Linked DNA regions of Arachis hypogaea: region 1 is linked to region 2. A link is a contact called in public Hi-C data. All regions are on one chromosome and are shown on one strand. The core of a region is the stretch at or near the end of the contact, and the rest is flanking DNA. Distances in the headings are between cores, read along the strand shown. Region 1 holds the start of LOC112776176. Region 2 has its middle 12 kb from the start of LOC112776097.

Region 1 (6,439 bases), core at 748-3,247, 70 kb after region 2:
ACATCATAAGATCGAATACTTAGAATCGGTACAAATTCAGATTATCTTCTTGTTAAAATTGTCAAATTAAATTGACTTTTATTCTCTTCAATGGCATTGCATTAATGCACTAAAAGACCGGTAATTTCTGAAAAAAATACAATATATTATAAAATTATTTTTAATACAAAAAGCTTAAGAGAAAAAAAATTTAAATATAGTACCAATCTTTGAATTGCATCTTCAAGTAGGGGTGAGCACAGGTCGGTTTGGTTTAGATTTATGGTAAAATTAGAACTGAACTGATCAAAATATAATTGGTTCGGTTTGGTTTGGATTTGTATTTTTTATACATGTATCCGAACCAAACCAAACCGATTAAGAACGGATTGGTTTGGTTCGGGTAATTGGGTACCCGATGACTTTGAAATTTATAAAAAAAAAACCAAATTTTTATCTTAAAAATTCAACAAGTACAATAAACATGTAACATCAATAGAAATAATCCAAACATGTTAAACACCAAATACATTAAAAACTAAACTCATTAAAATTCAAACATATTAATAATGAATAATCATTGTCTAATGGAAAAACCATATATATTTTTTTTATTTAATTAATATATGATCGGGTTCGTGGGTTGGTTCGGATTTCGCACCCCAAAACCGATATTCGAACCAATCACTAACAAAAGTTATCGGTTTGGTTCGGGTTGGACCCGATTATCCGTTGGTTTCAGAATCAATTTAATTGGTTCGGTTCGGGTTCGGACTGGTAATCGGGTACCCGCTACCCGTGCTCACCCCTATCTTCAAGGTTGGCAGGAATTTTTCAAAATTGAACCTAAATTGAGAAAATTCGATCTTATTATATGCTCCACTTCGAATATTTTTGGACAAACGTAGAAAATGTAGAGGGGATGTGACTTGAACTTGACCTACAAAACTCCTTAGAAACAATTGCCCAATCAAAAAAGAACAACAGATTAGAAAAAAAATGCTTTGATTTTTAGATTTAGACTCACTAACCACAAAGAAATACTATATATAGCCTTTAGTAATACAAAAATAATTATAGAAATTAATTATTGCAATATCAATTTACCACTATGAACGTTAGTATCATGTTTATAGTAATTAGAATTATAAATTTATGTTTAACTTTTTATATAATTATAATTAAGATATTTTTTAAATCAGTATAATTATGCATTATTCATTAAATGCTAATTGTAATATAATTCTAATAAAGATATTTTTAAAATAAATTTAGAAGAGAGAATAGTACCTTTATTTTGAAAAGAAAATAAATTCATGAGAAATTGACACATTACTTTCATTAGTTGGGGGAAAATCCAATTTTAGTATATTAAGTAGATTATTTTATATAATTATAATAAAGATATTTTTCTAAATTGGTATAATCATGCATTATTTATTAAATGCTAATTATAATATAATTATAATAAAGATATTTTTCTAAAAATAATTTTAGAAGAGAGAATAATGCTTTCATTACATGAGAATAGTACTTTCTAAAAATAAAGATATTTTTTTAAATTAGTATAATCATGTATTATTCATTAAATACTATTTGTAATATAATTATAATAAATATATTTTTCTAAAAATAATTTTAGAAGAGAGAAGAGTGCTTTAATTACATAAAAATAATACTTTCTAAAAATAAAGATATGTTCCTAAATTAGTATAATTATGTATTATTCATTAAATATTAATTATAATATAATTATAATAAATATATTTTTTATAAAATAATTTAGAATAGAGAATAGAAAAGTTCATTTTGGAGGAAAAATGGAATCATGAGAGATCGACACGTCGCTTTCATTAGTTGGGGAAAAATCCAATTTTAATATATTAAGTAGATTGATAAGTAGATATGTCTTATTTTTATAAAATTTAAGAATATAATAAAAAATTTTTATAGACAAAAACTTCGGATACAAAATTTTTTAAGAATTTATTTAGGTATATACTCTAATATCCATAGTTAGGGATTTTAAATTTGCTCAAGACGAATTTGGGATTTGCGTAAGCAGGAAAATTGTCGAATTGTTGATCAAGTTAGTCGAGTACCTGAGCCTGAGGTTTACACACCATTTTTCTTTTTCCTTTTTTTTCTCTATCTAGGTTTTCTCTTTTTAAAATTGCATTCGGAAAGTGACTGCTACCTTTTTAGCTTCAGCTTCAGCTTCAGCTTCGGCCTCCATCATATAGCTTTGCGCCTACACTTTAACAAAGAGAGCCTCTCACTCTCACCCTTCTACCACCCCATATCTAACCAACTCACATAACACAACCAACCAACTAACTAACTAACCATTTCACAAACACAAACAAAAAATGAAGTACGTTTTGATCAGTGGAGGAGTCGTTAGTGGCCTTGGGAAAGGCGTCACAGCAAGCAGCATAGGAGTGGTTCTCAAAGCGTGCGGCCTCCGCGTAACTTCCATCAAAATTGGTTACACCTCTCTCTCTTTCTCTCTCTCATCAATGCTTCTTTTTCTTTCCACTTAAAAACATTCTGTTTTTTATTTATTCATTTTTATTATTATTGTATGCAGATCCGTACTTGAATATTGACGCTGGCACCATGTCTCCCTTTGAGCATGGAGAGGTTTTTGTTCTCGACGACGGAGGAGAGGTTTCTATTCTTCTTTCTTTTATTAATTTGAATTTGAATTTGAATTTGCATGTCTTGTAGTTGCTGTGCCGTTGGAAAATTACTTTATTTTAGTCGTTTTTGGTTTGACTTGGAAAATTGAAAAAAAAAAATTAATTAAAGGTGGATTTGGATTTGGGAAATTACGAGCGCTTCTTGGATGTTACGCTTACGAAGGATAACAACATCACCACGGGGAAAATATACCAGGTGCTTGTGAAAGTAATTGTTCTGTGGAAATTGATTTTATCTTCTTCTTCTTTTTTTTTTTTAATTATTTTTGTGGTTTAACGCTTTGTTTGTGTTTGGTTTTTTGTTTTGATCAGTCTGTTCTTGAGAAGGAACGTAGAGGAGATTATCTTGGAAAAACTGTTCAGGTGATTTTTAGTTATATATTTGTCGTTACTTGTTTGTTTTGCTTGCAGGGCTGCATGTCGACTCTTATTGAGTTTCATGGCGTTTTGAAACAGGTTGTTCCACATATCACTGATGCCATTAAGGATTGGGTTCAATCAGTTGCCGCAATTCCGGTCGATGGGCAGGAAGGGCCGGCAGATGTTTGTGTGATTGAGCTGGGTGGTACAGTTGGTAAGTTTTTTCTTCCCCCACCTCCTTTTTTTTTTCTTTAAATTAAATATGATTCTGTTTATGCTGCAATATCCACTACAGTTGATAAAGGAGGAGTCTGTTTTTCTTTATGCAGGGGACATTGAATCTATGCCATTTATTGAGGCTCTAAGGCAGTTGTCTTTTTCAGTGGGTATGACACTAGATTAGCATGTTTATGATTTTAGAATAACGTTACTTGATATATTTTCATACTATTCACTGCCTTTTTTTTGGTTTTGTGGAAATTATTGATTAATTTAATTTTATCATTGGCTTATTATTCTATGGTGAGAAGCATTTTCAATTTTCTATTGTGAGAAAAAGCATTTTCAATGATTCCTTAGTTATATAAACTTCTATGGTTACCTCTTGTGCAATTCATATAAGCTTGGCAGGGGTTTAAAACGTATTTGATAACTTCAGTGTGTGGACATTTCTTTTTCAGGGCAATTTGCTGCATGATTCTTTTATTTACATGCTATATCATTGTTCCAGTCACGTATAATGGTGTTGCATCACTGCATCATTAATTTATTATGCATAATGCTATTGTGTGGTTCAGTGAAGTCATTAATTGATATGATTCTTTTTTTTTATAAAAAAACTTTTTCTCTATGCGGCTATGAAGTGTATGTATCTTGTCATATAATACATCTCTTGCATTTTTCTCAATATTCTTTCTCAGGGCCTGACAACTTCTGCCTCATCCATGTTAGCCTGATACCGGTTTTGGGTGTAGTGGGAGAGCAAGTAATACTTAGTTATTTGTGGACTACTGTTGCATACTTTTATTTAAAACAGATTTCTTTCTCATTTATTGTGTACAATATCCTAATTCCAGAAAACAAAGCCTACACAACACAGTGTCAGGGAACTTAGAGCATTAGGCCTGACCCCTCATCTCTTAGCATGCCGTTCTGCAGAGGTATGTCATTCCATATTTTGGTACCTGGTTGTATTTCAAAAGTCTTACTCTATATAACAATTGTTTGCTAGAGTCTTATAGGTAGCGTACATAAAAAATGCTTTCTGATCTCTTTTATTGGTATAAACATTTGTTATAAAATTCAGATTCTACTTTGAGCATTGAATATAAATGATAAATATTTTCTTTGCTGTATTTTTCGTCTTAACTGAATTATGTTTGACCTTAATAGTTTAATGTTGAACCTTTGTGGAGCAGATTTATTCCTCCTTCTAATTCTAGAGTAATAATGTTTGATTCTCCATCTTAGTAATAATGGAATTTAGATGCATTATTGAAATTTATTGACCTTTTATTCGTGCATGTTTTATATTCAGAGATACTAGAAAATATGCTCATACTAGTTTTTCACCAAATAAGTAATATAATATTCAGGGGATGAAAATTTTTGCTAACATTTTCATTTGAGTTCTGACCAACTTCTACTACAATCATTATACATATACAAGGGCACATGCTCTGTTATTGACCCTTAGACTTTGGTTTCCAAAATTATTGGTTGTAAATACCTTAGAAATTATGAATCCGATAGAGCATTTAAATTTCTTTACAATTTTAAGCCGATAGGGTAAATATGTTTGCAGAGAAACTGAGTGTTGGTATTTTAGGAAATATTCACCAGGTGTCTATATATAGTGTAATGTACAGTTTAATCATCCAAAACACATACACTTCTTCAATTTTCTTACAATTTCAAGTATAGTGCTATTTCTCAAGCTACTTATTAGCTTATCTGGATATGGCTTTCGTGATGTGACAATTACATCTCCATAATGCTATATTTGGTGCAGTATTCAGGCAATATGATGGTAAAAAATAGTTCTTTCTTAATTAATTCTAAATTTGGGAAAACATGGAGGTTACTTGAATTTCCTTAAGTTGTAGGAAATTCCCAGTGTTTTTCAGAATCCTTCTATTTTGACATTTGTGTCGTCGGTGTTATTTTGGCTATATTTGTTGCTGAAAACCTGTTATTCAATATGGCAGCCTCTTCTGCAAAATACAAAGGATAAACTCTCACAGTTTTGCCATGTTCCAGTAAGTTGTTGGTGAACATAGCTTGGCTATTATCTGAATAATGCTTCACTGCATCAGATATTGATGCATATCTTCTGCATGTTCCCTTGCAGGTTGAAAATATACTGAATATCCATGATGTACCGAATATTTGGCATATTCCCCTATTACTTAGGGTGGGTTTCTAGCTAAGTATTGGTTCGGTTGTAGCTGGACTGTCTTGATTTGTTTTGTGTAATGATTTTCTTTTTGATTGGCTTCTATTTTCAGAACCAAAATGCTCACCATTCAATTCTGCAGCAGCTGAACTTACTGGAGTGAGTTATTTATTTAGTTTCTATCACTGCAGAAGGATAAACAGTTTTACTTGTGAATTTTGTCATGGATGCAACTTATGGTAGGATAAAATCTGTGTCACAAAATATGTAGCAGTCTAGAAATGGCTGTTTTCCACTTTCCCATCCGGGAAAGTGAAGAAAACTAACATTCCTAGCCCATTTGTCCACCCAACCTCACCCCACGCCTGCAGTCTCTCTCTCTCTCAATGAAATAAGATATTCACTGTTCATCCTAGCTGTATACTACATGTCTACATGCAATAGTATTCACGCTATAATTTTATGAAAGTAGTCCAATAGATAGTGTGTCTATATATATTGGGGCCATTTGGGATCTTTGCATAAGATTTCATTTGTGACTGTGCAATTTGTCCTCTTGTGTAAGCATTATTTTCTATTAGCTACCTCTCTAGCTTTTGAAAGTCCAGTAATGTTCTGTTAGCTACCTCTCTAACTTTTGAAAGTCCAAGAACTCTTGCAGCAAATGCCATTATAGCTGAAGTGGAATGGACTTAGCCCTGCTTCAGTTCGTGGTTTTCTAAACAGCCAGGGGAAAGAGAAGAAAACTTACTTTACTTTAAAATCAATTGATAAATTCCTTTGGAGATATCAAAGTTAACCCTTTCATAAAGTATTACATTGCTGCTTTATTCCTGTAACTACTCTAGCATGAGCGGTGCCCATGCTACAATAAAATTAACTCTAATCTAATATAACTAAATGCATTTCCAGATTATACAACATGACTGGAGTATGAGACAGCAGGATATATTCGTCTCTCTCAATATAGTTGATTATGTTTGGGCACTACATGGTGGATATG
Region 2 (5,774 bases), core at 1,384-3,883:
TTCATGGCTTTCATTGATTATTTCTTTATCTCAGTTTAGTCTGTCTGTGTTTCATTGGTAAAAGGCAAAATGTGAGGTTTTGTAAGAAAAAACCAATGGGTGGAAAAAGGCAAAGTTAAAGAAAAAGCCATTATTATCTCAGAAATTCTTTGTATGTATTTCTGTTTTGTTGTCATGATCCTGAGGGGATTCCCTTACAAGTTGGGTTAGCACTTTGCGGTTGAAAGCTAGATTGAGGTCTAGTCAAGTTCAGGTTGGGGTAGAATTTGGACTTGTTCCCTTGCAAGTTGAGTTAGTACTTTACAGTTGAAAGCTTGGCAGTGGTCCAAGTCAAGTTCAGTTTTGGGGGTAGATTCTGGACTTGTCCCGGATAGGAATGGGTAGTTCATAGGGAAGAATTGGTGTATGTAATCTGTTGATTATAGTGAAATTCCGTCACTATTGTGATGGAGACTGGATGTAGGCTGCATTGCACTTAACAGCTGAACCAGGATACTTCTGGGAGTGATTCTCTCTTTCTCATCTACTCCATTTTTGATTCTATTGCGTAGGAGACAAAATTGAAAAATATTTACTAACCGGTTACGAGACAAAAAGAAAATGTCTCTTGACTTGTTATGAGACAAAAAATAAAAATATCTCCTGAAACTATCTTAAAAAGCAGAAAGTAATATTCAGCAAAAAAGAGGGACTAAGATTCAACCCCCTTTCTCTTAGCCACTGATTACCATCACTAACTATTTTTGATGACGTAGTGTTATGTGATTAACAATAAATTAAAATTAAATTCTTCAATTAAACCACACTTAAACCATTAAATTTTTGAACTTCTAATTTTACATTCATTTATCAATTTGGTTTTGCGGAACCTTGGTATCTACATACACCATCCCTAATTTCTATCTCACATAGAACTTTTCCATCGTCATCACTTTCACACTTTTGGTAACATCTAAACTCAATCCCCTAACTATTTCTAGCACTCTTTTTGACTTGACCATTGAAATTTCTTTGTAGATATGACTCTCACGGTTTTTGTGGACTCTATAAATAATTATCTAGTCCGGAAGTTCATGTTCCCATCCTATTTCTATTATCTTTAACCCACGAAAATCGCCAAACCCATAGAACCCAATCCAATAAACAACCCTCTTCTGTTGCATGATGAGAGAGTCTCCAAGTTCACGCAATCTAGGAGACATGTAGAGGAGTTATGTCAAAAATAAATAATATTAGTGAAAATAATCTCTTCCACAAGAGGCGTTTCTGACAAAAGGACTTTGTCAAGCTCAAGCTGTAATTTATGGAAGTGGTTAGGAGAAGTTGGATGCAGTTACGACGGGTTACTCACCCCAAAAGAAAGCAAGGACTTTAATAAACGTTTGTGCCACAGTGCCAGTTCATTGATATTTTAATTTCTAGAATTGCCTATAAATATTAAATAGAACCTTTTGGATCATAAAATAATATTGGGATCATTTGACAAGTGTTACGGCCTGACCCAAGCAGTTTACGAGTCGGCCCGACCTGAGCAGGGTCGGGGGAGATGCTCAGGTTCCAACCCGGACACGCGTCCCTGACAGCTTTGCTACAGCTGTGCAAGGGAGGCCTTGAAGAAGGTGGGCCTGTCCCTGCAGGGCCTACCTCTGATACGGTATATATGGGGAAGGACCTACCCTTCCCCCAAGGTACGTCACATACCAATCACGCCTCTTTTCGCCTGCACAACCCACTGACTTAAGCATCGGAGTGTCTTTGCAGGTGACACCTCCCTTCCACATCTGAAGAACTTGGGACCTCGCTTACCCCCCAATCCGGAGACGTACGTCCAGTCGATTTCTCCCCTATTGATCGAGATACTCACCCGACCCGTCCGATATCCGACCTACCGAACAACAAGTATTCTAAATATTGGTAGGGCTCCATAACATGACATTGTGTTTCAATTTGTTTGGATTTCTTTTGCCTGTTTATCTTCCAAGAGTTTTCAAGTTGTATTAGTGTGGCCACAAGGAGAAGGAGTAATCAAAATCAATGGAGTGGTTCCTTTGTAGTCATGTTTCAAGCATTGGATTAGTTCATGTACATGTTATTTTATTTTATGAAAATATTCAAAAACTATCAAAATTTATTATTTTTAACCATTATTTTTAATCATCAATTCAGTTTTTTTAGTTTAGTAGCTCAAGAATATATTTTTAGTCTATATTTAAAAATATTAATGATTAATTTATGGTCAAAAAATAAATTTTAATAATTTATTATTTTTTTTTAATTTTATTTGGATGTATTAGGTCTTGAACCGTATTTTATTTGTCATTTTTTAATAAGAACAGCGATGGAATAGATAAGAGCGAATTTTGGCGCTAAGACTACTTAAAAGTTAAAGAAAAAAAGCCTCAAGTTGAAGAAGACGAGGGAGGAAGAAGATGGTGTATTCTTTATTTGGATTTCTTCTTAAGCCCATACTTGAAGTGTTTTACCTATTTTTGTATTTTTGTTTGTTATTTTTAGGGCTAGTATGAGCCCAAAATTGCTCATTTTTTTTTTGGATGTTGTAAGTGTCGCACTTATCCCTTTCTTAATGGAGCCATGGAGGTCACATTGTTGTCAAAACCGATCAAATTGGGTTTAAGATTAACAATAAAATCATCCTACATACTATGTATTAGTATTTGGCGAGTTCTCCTGTATAGAATGCCTATTAACTTCTATAAGTATAGCTTTACGGTGACAGCCAATGGCAGCCAGTGTTTTTTTTTTTTTTTTGTCAAGAATGGCAGCCAGTGTTTAAAACAAGTGTTTTAGGAGGAGATATCTTTTACGTATTTTGAAGTGTTGCTACAAGGAATATGCTATTTTATAATGTTTATGCACGTGATGAGAAATTGTTGTGTTGGTAATTAATTTTAATATACAATATATTAGTGAGAATAATACTTAATAATAGGCATAGTTGTAAGAAGCGAATCAATGATTAAATTGGTCAAGTTATTGGTTTATTGGTTTAATCGATAAATCACTGGTTGAACCAATAAAATTGGTTTCACATAAATAAAAAGTATAAAATTGTAAAAAATTAATTACCTATTTCTTATTTCCTATTCAGCAACCTTAAATTCATAGCAACATCAACAAAAATAACTATAAGCACTAATAATCAGAAAAAAAAAATATCAATCTGCCATTAACCTAAACAAATTCATAATAAAAAATTCAACATTTTCAAAAAATTTATAATAAAAAATTAACAAATTCATAATAAAAAATCAACAAATTCAATCAGTTATAATTAACAACATAACATAAATAGAATAACTAAAAAAAAACAGAGATAATGCCTATGACACGGGACACGACACGACACGGGACACGCCGACACGCGAATTTTAAAATCTTACATGACACGGAGACACGCATATATATAAAATATAAAGTATTTTTTAGATAAATTGTAATGATATTTTGATATTTTATTGATATTAAAATATAAATTAAAAATTTTAATTATTTTTAATATCTTATTTTAATTATATCAAGTATTTAAAATATTTTTTGTTTTAATAAATAATAATATATACTATATCTAAATTTATTTTAGGAATATATGTTAAGAATAAGACTGGACATGCGGACACGTGATGGTATTTAGGTGTGTCCAGACGTGTCTGGAGAAGAATTTTTTATTTTTTATTAAGACACGGTTGGACACAGCAGACACGCGTGTCGGACGAGTGTCGGTGAGTGTCGTGTCCGAAATGTGTCCGACACGCGGACACGATAACTCAGCGAAGTGTCCGTGCTTCATAGGATAATGCAAAACGCAGAGAAGTAAGGAATGAGCAGACCACCAACATGTTCGAGAGAGGACGCATAAAACGGAGAGGACACGACGACGACGACGACGCGAAGCAAGGAGTCGCGGCGAAGAAGATGACTTGCGAGCCAAAACGCGACGGTGCTTGGGACGTCGTCAAAGACGCACCGTGTCCAGGGAGATGAAGAAGACGAGACGGCTGCGATGAGGTTGAAAGAGACTATGGTGCGATGAGGTGAGGAAGAGACTTCAAGGAGGGCTAGAGCCTGAGAGGGTTATTGGGAAATGGGTTCCGTTTAGGGGATTAGGGTTAGGGGGAATGGGGTATTCGAGTGTTTTTATTTTTTATTTTTTTAAAAAAATGACCCAAAACGATGCCGTTTTAAGAAAAAAAAAAAGAGTTTCGAACTAGCTGGGTTACACAAAATCGCCGGTTCTTCGGTTTTCATCAAAACTAGACAATTCAACCCGATTCTTTCTGGTTCTGTTCCTTATTCAGTCAAATTGCTCCACCGGACCGGTCAGGTGACCAGTTTACCGATTTTTTGGTCGAAAAGGCCGGTCTAGTCGATTCTTACAACTATGATAATAGGTTCCTATTGATGGAGCCTCCTCTACAAGATTCCTCCTTCTTGAAATAGTTGTCTTCATCTTCGTCTGCTACATCTATTCTACATGTATAAAACCAATAAGGTCTTTGTTCGTACCTAGAGGTTGATACGAGTTTATGAGTTACCGAGATCCCGAGATGGATCGTTTTCACACTAGGCCTGGAGGGCAACATGCAAAAGCATTCCAAAACTTAAGTCAATAGTGCGCTTAGTAGGGATAAAAATGTGTGTCTTTCCTGCTTTTGGATCCCCCATTTTATATCTCTCTTTAGTATTCGTTAAGCAGTTATTGCTTTGAATATATGTTTCATCCCATTTTTCCAGTTTAATATTCTATTGGTACGTTATCCATATTCTTTGTGTGATATCGATAACGTATGAATCCGTGTAATCGGATTCTTGATGCTTATTCATGTATAGAACAATGCACAAACTTGGGTCTCTTGACTTGCAACTTGTCGAGTGTACCCAAATTTTAATGGACTAGGCCCACTTAAGTTTTCTTTTTCTTTTTTTTTTCTTTCTGGACTTTGTAGCGCCAACAAATTCTTTGAAAACCCTTTCGGTTTTCCCTGAGCGATTTTAACTCTTCTTGGTTTCTAAACCGTCGTCTACTTTCCTCATCAATCAATGTCACATTTATTTTTTTCTAAAAGGAACTCCACTTTATTTCACTTTCCATTTCCAACCTTCCTCTGAAAAATTTCCTCTATCTTCGAGGAGCAAAGACCACTTTTTCTTCACTTCTCTTGAGTCTTCTGAGTGTTTGACTTTTCTCTCCACCCCTTCTCTCTCGCGATTACTACCTTTCATTCAGGTAAAGAATTCTAATATTTCTCTCTTCCTTATTTTCGCTATGTTGTCTTGGGTTTTGCAGAAATGAAGATTTTACTGCTCCTGCCTGTGTGTGTATTTGAAATGTGACACTCCATATGCTCGACATTTTTTTGAATGATTGAGTAGTTGAATCGCTTTAGTGAGGGTGCCACTGTTTAGCCTTTTTCCCTTAATTAGGGCATAAACAATTTATAAGGTTTTTTCCCATTCTTTCTGAAACTTGTAGATGTTTTATGCTAGGAATAAAGAATTTTTTTCCTTTAGGAAAAGAGAAATTTCCCTTCTGTGACATAGTAGTGGTGCCCTTGTAGGTATATTGACATGTTAAGGAAAAAGGTGATAGTTTCTCGTGAGCGAGTTGGGACGTTATCTTTTGGGCCAGCTCCACATCCTATTCCAGTTCGGCAAGCTGATCCTTATTCTTGGGTTTCTGAAGAAGTGAAATCCACTCCTTCCACCATTACCCAGGACGAGCTAGAGGCTTTACGAGAAGCCGAGGTTATCTTCAA

Evidence for each region. A called contact is a pair of places that touch in the nucleus more often than the background predicts.
Region 1: a contact with region 2 is called in a Hi-C map of leaf, with 2.5 times the contacts expected there. The contact joins the promoter of LOC112776176 here to the enhancer-like site in region 2. A contact is called at or near these places in 2 of 8 Hi-C or Micro-C datasets (both in leaf).

What each region holds. Positions count from the first base shown.
Region 1 is chr19:19,050,904-19,057,342 of arahy.Tifrunner.gnm2.J5K5, forward strand. It overlaps LOC112776176, which reads left to right and starts at 1,998. Exons shown (of 23, transcript XM_029295606.2): 1 at 1,998-2,466; 2 at 2,570-2,649; 3 at 2,791-2,877; 4 at 2,994-3,044; 5 at 3,138-3,255; 6 at 3,371-3,427; 7 at 3,962-4,026; 8 at 4,118-4,201; 9 at 5,249-5,299; 10 at 5,392-5,454; 11 at 5,549-5,595. The coding sequence starts at 2,349.
Region 2 is chr19:18,980,763-18,986,536 of arahy.Tifrunner.gnm2.J5K5, forward strand. No RefSeq gene overlaps it. Among protein-coding and RNA genes, the nearest start is that of LOC112776097, 12 kb to the left of the region's middle. Within about 2 kb of position 2,634, at least 2 of the 3 cell types and tissues checked have open chromatin away from gene starts, as enhancers often do.